Regions from separate parts of the Mus musculus genome. Here regions 2, 3 and 4 are each linked to region 1. Evidence: chromatin contacts called from public Micro-C and promoter capture Hi-C data. All regions are on one chromosome and are shown on one strand. Each heading gives the region's core, a stretch centred on a gene start, on an enhancer-like site or on the middle of the called end of the contact. The rest is flanking DNA. Distances are from core to core; before and after follow the strand shown.

What was found. Promoter capture Hi-C pulls out the DNA fragments that hold promoters and counts their contacts. A called contact is a pair of places that touch in the nucleus more often than the background predicts. Capture Hi-C pulls out chosen DNA fragments and counts their contacts.
Region 2: a contact with region 1 is called in a promoter capture Hi-C map of pre-B cells. The contact joins the promoter of Nags here to the promoter of Gpatch8 in region 1. A contact is called at or near these places in 3 of 39 promoter capture datasets (embryonic stem cells, neutrophils and pre-B cells), 3 of 115 datasets of contacts at active chromatin or transcription factors (bone marrow-derived macrophages, large pre-B cells and pro-B cells) and 1 of 9 other capture datasets (liver).
Region 3: a contact with region 1 is called in a Micro-C map of embryonic stem cells, with 2.7 times the contacts expected there. The contact joins the promoter of Mpp2 here to the promoter of Gpatch8 in region 1. A contact is called at or near these places in 1 of 39 promoter capture datasets (pre-B cells), 3 of 484 Hi-C or Micro-C datasets (the C2C12 cell line and embryonic stem cells) and 1 of 115 datasets of contacts at active chromatin or transcription factors (embryonic stem cells).
Region 4: a promoter capture Hi-C map of liver shows a contact between it and region 1, with 2.4 times the contacts expected there. The contact joins the promoter of G6pc3 here to the promoter of Gpatch8 in region 1. A contact is called at or near these places in 2 of 484 Hi-C or Micro-C datasets (CD8 T cells and regulatory T cells), 2 of 115 datasets of contacts at active chromatin or transcription factors (memory CD8 T cells and pancreatic cancer cells) and 3 of 9 other capture datasets (adipose tissue, liver and pancreatic islet).

Annotation. Positions count from the first base shown.
Region 1 is chr11:102,554,838-102,557,537 of GRCm38.p6, forward strand. Gpatch8 (G patch domain containing 8) reads right to left here and starts at 1,321. Exons shown (of 8, transcript NM_001159492.1): 1 at 1,243-1,321. The coding sequence starts at 1,287.
Region 2 is chr11:102,144,261-102,146,960 of GRCm38.p6, forward strand. Nags (N-acetylglutamate synthase) reads left to right here and starts at 1,253. Exons shown (of 7, transcript NM_145829.2): 1 at 1,253-1,731; 2 at 2,230-2,504; 3 at 2,603-2,700. The coding sequence starts at 1,327. Gm11586 (a long non-coding RNA gene) reads right to left here and starts at 2,047. Exons shown (of 3, transcript XR_880227.3): 1 at 1,954-2,047; 2 at 1,290-1,821.
Region 3 is chr11:102,087,085-102,089,784 of GRCm38.p6, forward strand. It overlaps Mpp2 (membrane protein, palmitoylated 2 (MAGUK p55 subfamily member 2)), which reads right to left and starts at 1,431. Exons shown (of 13, transcript NM_016695.4): 1 at 1,336-1,431.
Region 4 is chr11:102,188,400-102,191,099 of GRCm38.p6, forward strand. It overlaps G6pc3 (glucose 6 phosphatase, catalytic, 3), which reads left to right and starts at 1,300. Exons shown (of 6, transcript NM_175935.3): 1 at 1,300-1,744. The coding sequence starts at 1,527.

The sequences.
Region 1 (2,700 bases), core at 71-2,570:
ACAAGGCATTTTCAGCAACTCCCAAATCCCTTACTGCTGCAAAACTTCCCATAGCGTTCTACACCTAAGACTATTTAACAGTGTTGATTTTAAACCAGTTGAAATTGCTTTGTCTATCAACCCAATCATCTCCAAGAATTCAAACCCTTCAAATTGCCTTCTGACACAGCTAGAGGTGCGTTGAGGAAGCTGAAAGGAATACAAAAACTCGAGTTCGGAGGCTCATCCCTTGACCTAAATTGCTGTTGCCAGGAGATGCGGTAGTAATGCAGTGATTTGCAACTGAGGATGTATTTTACCTAGAAATAACCAAAGGCTACTAAATCCCTTATTGTCTCCCAACTATGCCTGCAGTAACAATTTCAATATCTAAAAGCCTAATGATTCTAATTCGGCCTTTGTTGTTTGTTTTTTTGTTTTGTTTTGTTTTTGTTGTTTTTTTCTTTAATGCCTGCCACCCCACGGACATCTTTCCCAGATCAACATTTGCAAACGAAGAAAGAAAAAAAAAAAAAATCAAGGTTTAGGAACGAATTTACTCCCGCTTGGAAAGGCCATAATTATGCTTCTTTACAAATCTTGGTAGGTCTCGAAGTTAAGTTTACGCCAGTCCACAGACCTATACCTTACTGTCCCCAACCCAATTAACGGCCTGTAAACAACAGCAGTTATTTATGCCCAGAGAAAGCTCAATGGCTCGCCTCAACAAAAAAGGCGTCTTTGATAAGAAAGGGCGCCCTTTACCAGGGGGAAGACTAGGTTAGACAGTCGATAAAGGGCTTGTTTGTCACAATGGGAAAACGGAGAGGCGATCCCCAGGATGATCGGGGCGAGCAAAAGCCAAGGCTTCCATAGCCCCGGCCTGAAAACCGCTGGCCCAAGCCTTCCCCGCCCCAGCCCTCTCCCCCGGGGGCCGGGCCGGCCCTGCGCCTGCACAGGCCCCGAGACAAGCAAAGCGCAACCCCCACAAAGCGCCCGGCTGCGGAGCGGGAAGCCAGGAGCAAAATAGGAGGAAAGCCGAGCCGAAGAAGCGGCGTGAATAGGGATGAAGCCGGGGACGCGGCCTCATCTCAGCCCCGGAGGCCCCTGGAGAAATGAGAGGCAGGAAGGGGCGAGAGCCGGCTTGCAAGGTGGAGCGGAGAGCAGAAGGAAGGAGAGCCAGGAGGCCGGGAGGGAGGCGGCCCCGGGCTCGCGGCGAGCCCTCCGGGGGCGTGGGTGGTCCTCGGCGACGCCCGTGTTTACCTGAAAGTCTCGGTCCTCGTTGAAGCGGGAGAAGCGGTCCGCCATTTTGCCGCTCTCACTCCTCCTCAGGACGACGCTCTCCGGTTCGCTCCTCCCCTCCCGCTACGCCCGCCCCCTCTCTGTTTCCACGCCCCCTCCCACGCCCACCGGGCGCGCGCAGCAGGCGTGGGGAGGGGGGTGGAGGATGTGTGCTTGGCGAGGGATTGTTGGGGGGGTGTTGGGAAGAGGAGGGAACAGGAATTCGTTCCGACGGGAATCCCGAAGGCGCGCAGGCCTGGAGGCGGAACCTTCCTCTCACATCGCTCGGTTTCACGCCCGGCCCCGAGCGACCCCAGCGGGCCGCGCATGCGCACTCGCGCCGGCGCGCGTAAGCGCTTCCGGAGGGAAAGATCAGCAGGGCAGAGCATTTGGGGGCCTGGGAAGTATTCACTTGCTCCCTTAGCAGTGTTCAGAAGTCTTTCTTTCTTATGCTCTTGTTTACGGTCAAGCCCATCCCGTATTTGTAATAATATACAGTGTAATGCTATACAGTAGCATGAGATCTGACTTTACAGCTAGAGTACTTTTAATGTTTTTTTGTTTTGTTTTTGTTATTTTGTTGACAGGGTTTCCTGTAGCTCTCTATGTAGTAGAGGCTCGCCCCCCGATGTCCAAAGAGGGTATTTTTAAAATTAATACATAATAATGTTACTTAAGAGGTACCAAAAAAATCTCTCAAAGGGCTTCCATTCCAGGCAGGAAGTCAGATAACCAATAAATTAACCTAATAGTTGTAAATATAAACGAGTGTCTATTCCTGCTTGAGGCTGAGGGGAAATTAAGTCAAGCTTATCCTTGGCTACATAGGAAGTTCAAAGCTAGCCTGGGCTATAAGACATTGCTTCAAATAACAAAATCTAAGTGACACTGTGGGGGGGGGGGACTGTAATGAAAAGAATGACCTATCTTAAAGCTACATATAAATCAAGGCATAACAAAGGGATCACAACCTTGAAGAAGAGAGAAACTTAAACACATGGCTACCAAGAGCTTGACGTTTTTTTCTTACTATTTTCCCTCCCCCTCCCACTCCTCTCCCCCCTCCACACATATATATTCATGTTCAGAGTCATTGGATCCCCTGAAGCTAGAGTTACAGTTAAGAATCACCATGTATGTCAGTGCTAGAAACAAACCCAGGTGCTCTGCATGTGGAACAAGTGCTTTTAACTGCTTAGCCATCTTTCCAGCTCTTGTTTTCTTTAATGTTTTCACAGGGTGGGGGAGTGAGGGGGGGCTGTTTAATTTTACCTAGTGTAAGACTGCTTCGCCTACATGAATGAATGAATGTATGTATGTATGTATGTATGTATGTATGTATGTATGTATGTGTATCAGCTCTTAACAGCTGAGCCATCTCTCTAGCCCCTCTACCTGATTTTAAGACAAGGTCTCTCCTTAAACCTGGAGCTCTCCCTA
Region 2 (2,700 bases), core at 3-2,502, 410 kb before region 1:
ACATACTGTAGCTGTACAGATGGTTGTGAGCCTTCATGTAGTTGTTGGGAATTGAATTTAGATGGCTCCGGTCAACTCTGCTTGCTCAGTCCCTGACTCACTCTGGCCCAAAGATTTATTTATTATTATAAATAAGTACACTGCAGCTGTATTTAGACACACCAGAATGATGGCATCAGATCTCACTATGGGTGGTTGTGAGCTACCATGTGGTTGCTGGGATTTGAACTCAGGACCTTCGGGAGAGCAGTCAGTACTCTTACCCGCTGAGCCATCTCACCAGCCCAAATGAGATTTTCTTAAGACAGGGTTTAGGCCAGGCAGTGGTGGCGCATGCCTTCAATCTCAGCACTTGGAGGCAAAGGCAGGCAGATCTCTGAGTTCAAGGCCAGCCCAGTCTACAGAGTGAGTTCTAAGACAGCCAGGGCTACACAGAGAAACCCTGTTCCTTAAAAGAAAAAGAGCAGGGTTCCTTAGCTTAGGCTGGCCTTGAATTGCTTATAAAGTCAAGGATGACCTTGAGCCTGATCCTTCTGATTCCTCCATGTGGAGGACATTCCCAAATGTGGCCATCACCGCCCCCCCCCCCGTTCATTTTGTTTTGTTTTGTGTTTTTGTCTATTTTTTTAGGTTTATTGTTGTTGTTGTTGTGTTTCTTGTTTTTTGAAGTGGGATCATCTCTCTATAATATGTAGCCCCTTGGCTGTCCTGGAACTCTCAAAGTAGACCAGACTGACCTTGAACTCGTGGATACAGGCCTGCCTCTGCCTCAGGAGTTCTGGGTTTTATCTTTTGAGACAAGGCTCCCCCGCTATGTAGCCTATGTTCTCCTCCTGCCCGGACCTCCAAGGAACTGAGAGTACAAATATGTCACACCAAGTCCTGCTTGACAACAGGACTTTGTATCCATATGCTGCAGTGAGGACCACACCCCCTGTGTTCAACTTTCCCAGACTCCTTCCAACTCAAATCACTTGCATGACCCTGCAAATTCGCACGCACACCTAGGACATCTGAGCGCTTTCTAAATCCAGCATTTTGGTAGCAGATCAAAGAGCTCCACCACTCTAAATCTGACCTTCGTGACCCTCACTAACGGTTCCGTACCCCCATACACAAGGGGCGGAGAAGTCTAGAGGCGCCACCCTCTGGTCTGTGACTTGCCACACCTCAAACGCACCCAGAAGCCACTCCGGGCCTCCTATCCCATCCCGCCCCGAGTCTGATCCAGCCCAGATCAGCGGCAAGTTAAGAACCCCTAGTGCTGTGCGCTCCAGAGCGACCGTCACCTGTGGGTGGGGGGGACGAGTGGGTTTGGTTGTCGTCATGGCGACGGCGTGGGTGGCCACAGCCCTGCGGTCTGCTGCAGCGGCCAGAAGGTTGCGCAGCCCGGGAGGTCCTGGGGGCTCACGGAGACTGAGTGGCAGCGCGCGGCGGCGCGGGGCAAAGAGCGCCAGCCCGGGACGCCGGCTCAGCACCGCCAGGGCTCACGCAGAGGACGCCGAGGGCGCTAAGGGTCGTGTCCAGTCTCCTGCGGTCGAGGAGCCGTCGTGGACACCGCTTCCAACGCCCCTCGAATCCCCTGCGCCTCCCGCCGGCAGATCACTGGTGCAGCGGGACATCCAGGCCTTCCTGAACCAGTGTGGTGCCAGCCCGGGGGAAGCACGCCACTGGCTCACGCAATTCCAGACCTGCTACCATTCGGTGGACAAGCCCTTCGCCGTCATGGAGGTAAGCCGATCCCGGTGTCGTCGTGTCACTGTCATGAGATGGTGACTGTTCAATAGTACGTCGTAGGTCTCAGCATGCCTAACTGTGAATCTGGAGAGCAGAGGCGTTGAGTTAGTGCTGGGGATGGAGAAAGCCATAAGGCTACGAAAACCGCCCTTGGCGCTAAGGAGAAGGCTGGGAAGCCCGGGCCTCCAGAAGTGATGTCTGACAAAGGCCTCTCACCGTGGAAGCAGTTAGGGGTTCAGTCGGCTGAGCTGTCGCACTACCCCTCCCCCCAAGGTGTCCCAGAGTCCAAGGCCGCTGGGAGGAGCTGAGGGAGGAACATTAGTGCTAGATAAGGGGGTGGCTAAGACCCAACGGGCAAAGGGCGGAGCAGTCGGCCAAAAGTGGGGCCCAATGGCTCCTAAGTAGAATGTGGTCACTGAGGGTCCTAAAGCCCGATTAGGAACAGGCGGCTTAGAGTCAGTGTCGCGTCCCTGAACGTCCACTTCTGTACAGGTCGATGAGGAGGTGATCCGGTGCCCGCAGGCGGTATCCCGCCTGGCTTTCGCCCTGGCCTTCTTGCAACGCATGGACATGAAGCCACTGGTGGTTCTGGGGCTGCCTACCCCCACGGCACCTTCTGGCTGTCTTTCCTTCTGGGAAGCTAAGGCGCAGCTTGCTCAGAGCTGCAAGGTGCTGGTGGATGAACTAAGGCACAACGCGGCTACTGCTGTGCCCTTTTTTGGCGGCGGATCAGTACTGAGCGCTGCGGAGCCAGCTCCCCATGCCAGGTTAGTGTCAACCCAACCTGCCCCGGCATCCTCAGAGAGGGCGGACCACTCTGCTGGCCCTGCCCTGGTCCCGCTCAAGCACCACATCTGGCCCACAGCTACGGTGGCATCGTCGCGGTGGAGACAGACCTGTTGCAGTGGTGTCTGGAATCCAACAGCATCCCCATCCTGTGCCCCATTGGGGAAACGGCTGCGC
Region 3 (2,700 bases), core at 181-2,680, 470 kb before region 1:
ACGGGGAAGAGCCAGGGAGGAGCCTGTGTGAAACCCTAGGCCCAGGAGTCCTGCCCAGTAAGCCTGGGTCTGCTCCCTGAGGAGTTGGTTCCCACGGCGTCGGCTCGCTCTGCCCCACCCCCACCCAAGCCTCTGAGAGGGCGGGGCCGCCCGTGCCCACAGGAGAACGGCAGTGCCAGGCAAGCTAGCCTGGTTCCGTGCCAAGGTCCCCGGGCCCAGTCATCACGAAACCAGCATCACGGCGCCCAAAAGCCTAAACCTAAGGCCCTCCCACTCCCACCTCCACACGCACATCCGCCACCAAGCTATCCAACCCCCGTCCCCCGGGTGTGTAGGTGAAGCCCGCCAGCTTCAAAGAGAGAGATTTCCTCCATCCTCCCACCCACCCCCGCTCCATCGGTGCAGACTCAGAGAGGTGCGAAAGACGAACGCCTGACAAAGGCACTTTGGAGCCGGACACGGTTATGGGGAGAACTGTAGATAACTGAGGACTGGAGGATGGGGTCTAGGGAGCCGGCGGACGTGCCCGCACTCACAATCAGATTGCCCCCGCCCCTTCAATTCAGCCCTAACCCGCCGGGCGCTAGGACCTAGGAAGGAGGGGGCGTGTTGCGAGCCATCAAAGAAGGTTCTTTGCTTGCGTGCCCGCCGGGACTAGGGGATGAGGTCACTGAATGACTGCCCCCCCCCACGTCCCCCAGGTCTTCATTCCCCACTACCCCTTAGTTGACCTAACTTTCTGACCCTGGCTCCTTGCTTCTGGTGCTGATTCCCTCTGGAATCCCCATACCTTAAACCCTGGCTCCAAAACCCTGCAACCTCCTGGACCTGGCCTGGCACTCTAGGTTAGCAGACCGCCCCTCTCCAGAACCCTCTCTCAGGAATGACTGAGGTGTTGGTCTCTTGGGGTGCAGGGTGCCAAGGGACCCAGTACAATCTTAGTCTAGCTCCCCCAGGGCCGGAAACGCCAGTAGCACGGCTCTTACGTAATGCCGGGATCCGAAGTCCCCCCCCCCCCCCAACCCAACACAGACCCTGGAGAGGCCGCGCAAATACCTGTGCTCCTCTCAGCTCAGCGTCTCTGTGTCCGGTGTCCCTCTGGAGCCCTCATCGCTGGCATGGGAACCAGCATCCCTGGGATGAGGGGTTCGGTTCTCCCTACCGGCATCACACACAGAGAGCCCAGTGCTGCAGCTGGAGAGGGAGTGGGGCGACTTGGGGAAGGGGCCCAGGAGTTTGGACCTGGAGAATAGGATCCCCAAGTGTAGGTGATAGGTCGAAAAGGAGGCAAGGGTTCTGAGGTGGGTGCTGGCCCAGGGGCCTAGGAATACCTACCTGCGTTTTGGGGAGCCCCTAGCTTGGGGCGATTCCGCGCAGCCCGGCGCTCCGCGGTTATTGCTTGTCAATCGCTAGCCGCGCTCTTAAAGCGGCAAGGTCTCCTAGGAGCGAAGGGGCGGAGACAGAAAGGAGAGGGCTGGGACACGGAAGGGACGCGGCAACCTACGGTCCACTGTAAAGTAATCTCCCAGGAGCAGGCGGGTGGGCGGGGAAGTGGTGGTTAACAGGCACCGCAAAGCCCACGACCCCCAACTCTGAGCAGGACCAACGTGTGTTACTTGGCGCGTAGGAATTCTTTAAAAGGGCGATGATGTTTAATAAAAGAAAGGGGGGGAAACTGAGCGCGATGGGATCACCCCCCTTAACGGGACCGCTTAGTCCAGCGTACCAGTCCCCTGAACGCTTCGTCTGTCCTTTCCTAACACAGTTTTGGAAAAGCAAGGGGACATCAGGACACTAACTCTGGTAGGGGATAAGCCTGGGGGTGGCGTTATAGTCATACGGCACATGCCTGCTTCTAAGAAAATTTGAAGAAAAACAGAAAATTTAAGAGAGTGGGACTGTGTTTTTTCATGAAAGGGACCAAGATCCTAATTTTAGCCTTGACGCGGGAAGTTGATCCTTGCCTCTGTTTAAGGCACAAGAGCAGAAGAAACAGTCTCTCCCTCCTAAATCCCGTTTCAACAAATAAGTAGTGACGGCGTCCGGCTCCATTGGTGGGTTGAACGTGCAGGAGAGGCCCTAGATTCTATTTCAGGCAGCAAAACGAAGAAAGCAAAGGGTTAAGCCCGCTAGCCCGCCTTGCTCAGCCTCTGGCTCCTCCCAGACCTGCTAGTAAAAGATACTGCACAGCCTCAGACTATTGGTGGCCCCAAGTGGAAAACAGCCTTCATTCAGTCTGTGCAAGCCGGGGCCTTCCCTGACTTGGGTGCCCCCTAACCCCTCCGCTACCCTATGGAATAGGCGCTCGGTGGGGAGCGGGGCGTTTATATCTTCCTCTTATAACTGAGCTTCTAAGATCCTGGAAACTTGCTTGGAAATCTCGAAAATGAATTGACTTGAGGATTCATGTCTAGATGTGGTCCCAGCCGACCCTGTTAGCAAAGGGAAGCAGTTGGGAATTGGTGTAGGGAAAAGCCAGCGATGGGTCAAAATGCTAAAGGCTGTTAAGTAGCCCACGTCTCTTATTCCTTAGAGAAGAGAAAGTTTTGTAGCGACCCCAGATGGTGGTGGTTGGAACTACAGGCTTCTGTCTGAGGAAAAAGGCTTCCAAACTAGATCTTCCTAATTAAACTCAGGACAAGAGGTCTCCTTCCTCGGAGACTCCCTTGGATCTTACCCACTCACCTCTGCTTAGAGAAT
Region 4 (2,700 bases), core at 50-2,549, 370 kb before region 1:
TGGATAGTCCATACCTATAATCTCAGCAATCCTAAGGTATTGGGAGTTTGAGGCCAGCCTGGGCCAGATCTACCTCAAAAATAAATAAACTAGAGCTTAATCCCAGCAGAGGGAGAGGGGCAGGTGGATCTCTGAACTTAATTAAGTCCCGCCTGGTCTCCATAGTGACAGGACAGCCAGGGATATGTCTAAACAAACAAACAAACAAAAAACATCTGTGTGAAATTTTGGCTTCTTGAAGCAATTAAAAAACACTTTCTTTATTTCATATCTTCATTTTCAACCACCCTTCAGACTTCAAGAACAAAGTTGCTTGAGACACTAAGAAATCCAAGGGTGTGGTCTCATGCCCTTGGGAGTCTCAGCACTTGGGAGACAGAGGCAGGCTGATCTCTGGATATGAGAGCTAGGCCTGGTCTATAAAGTGAGTTCCAAGATTGCCAGAGGTACACATAGAAACCATGTCTTGAAAAACAAAACAAAACTAACCAAACAAAAAGCCGGGCATGGGGCATGGTAGTGCATGCTTTTAGCCTTAAATTCCAGCACTCCGGAGGCAAAGGCAGGAGGATCTCTTGAGTTTAAGAGCAATCCCTGTCTAGAAACACTCCCCACTCCCACCTCGCCACGGACGTGCAAAGAAAGGAGGGAAAAAGAAATCAAAGAAGTATATCAACAGGCTCCTTCCTTTGCTCTAAGCAGATCTCCCCTAGGACTGTGTCCCTCCTAATAATGCAAAAACTGTAGGCGTGTGCCCTTCCTCTTTTCATGGAAATACTATCTCTTTCTTGATTTAGCTGCCCAATAAGAATTTTAAATGGCAGGAGGGTGGTAGGGGTGAGAGCAAGGCAAGTTTCTCGCACATAACATACACACACATGTTAAGCTCTGGATTCTTGAAGGAAGACGTGGATGAAATAGAATGGGAGAATCCTGAGCTAGAGACAGGTAGATGTCAACTAAGACTGTGTGCAACTGGAGGTCGGGCTTTGACTCCCTTCTCTCCAAATGGTCCAGATTTGAGAAAAATGGGTAGTGATGTTGGAAAACAGAGATCAGATCCAGAAGAAACCCTCGCCCTGGAGATTAGACATCGACTTCGCAGCAGCAGAACAAGGAACCGGGACACAGAGCTGGTTCCCAGGTTCATCGGTCCCCTGACCCGGAACAGCAGCGGGTTTCTGCACTACGCTGGCAGCCCACGTGCTAGCAACAGCGGCCACGTGGGGCCTTGAGGAAACGCCTTCGCAAAGGTTTGTCCCCTCCGCTGTCCAGTAGAGAGGAAGGCCGAGGAAGAAAGCCGGAGGAAACAGTACCAGCTACGGCTCCAACTCGCGCGTGTCAGGGACTGCGGGGGCGGGGCGGGGCGGGGGTGGGGCTTGGTTTAGACCCCCGGCGGGTAGGGCGGGGCCGGGGGCTAGAAAGGGTGGGCTCTAGAGGGCCAGCAGGTAGCCGCTTCATTTCTGCTAAGGTTCCTCGACTTGCACCCTACAACGGGCTCCAGGCTAGAGGACTCCTGATTCACCATGGAGTCCACGCTGAGCGCGGGCATCATAATGGCTGAAGCACTACAGAACCGGCTTCCCGGGCTAGAGAATATGTGGCTCTGGGTCACCTTTCTGGGCGATCCTAAGAATCTTTTTCAGTTCTGCTTCCCCGCGGCCTACTACGCCTCCCGCCGCCTGGGCATCTCCGTGCTCTGGATCACCTTCATTGCTGAGTGGCTCAACCTTGTCTTCAAGTGGTGAGACAGAGAGAAGCCTTCGGGCATCCTGGTCCCCTTATCCCTTTGGGGCCCTGATCTCCCTCAAGTAGTTACCTCAAAGGCAAACACTTTTCTACCTATTCTTATCCCCTTAGGCCCTAGTCTTCACCTCAGATCTCACAGTTCACCCATCCTCAACTATCCGGATCAGAGAAACGACTTAAGGGGCGTGTTCAACTGCAAATACAGTCTCCGCCTCAGACCTACTGATTTCGTAACTCCAAATTTAGTTGTAGTTGGAAATCTGCGTTTTAGCAGTTATTACTAGAAATGTAGGTAGCCGAAAATCTTCTTTCTTAGCTGAACATCTTATTCATCTATCCATTTGTTTGACATTAAACTAGGCACCAGTTTCATTAAGATGTGGTCCCTGGTTTAAGCTCAAAAGCAGAGTCAATGCTTGAAGACTTACTAGAAATACAGACTCTAAAGCTCCAGGCCAGATCTGCACTTTAACAAGCCCCCCACCCCCACCCCCGATTATAATGTGCCCAATGAAATTTAGAAGCCACTCAATGCCAGTCACTAAAGGGAATCCTTACCCTACCTGCAAGGAACACTTTTCTTCTCTCCCCAGTACTTAGTCTAGCTTTCTCATTCTAAGAAGCCAGTGGCCCCACACTGCTGGGCCTCCTGCAGCCCTTGGGGTTTATCTGGGCCACCGTGTTTGTTTGCTTGTTTGTTTTTCTGTCTTTTCGGAGTACAGAAGGGAGTTACTCAACACTGCTGTTGCCCAGGCTCCCCAGCCTTGAAGGAGGAAGCAAGGATCATAAAGAGACATAGAATAAGCTAACATGACAAGCTGGAAAGCAGACAATTTGTCCCTCTCCCTCCCGCCCTTCTCCACAAGGGCTTGTAAAGCTAAAAGCGGTTGTCTAATCATTTCCTCCTGGCCTAACTGCCCCTATCTTACCTCCCTCAGAGCCTGTGCTTAA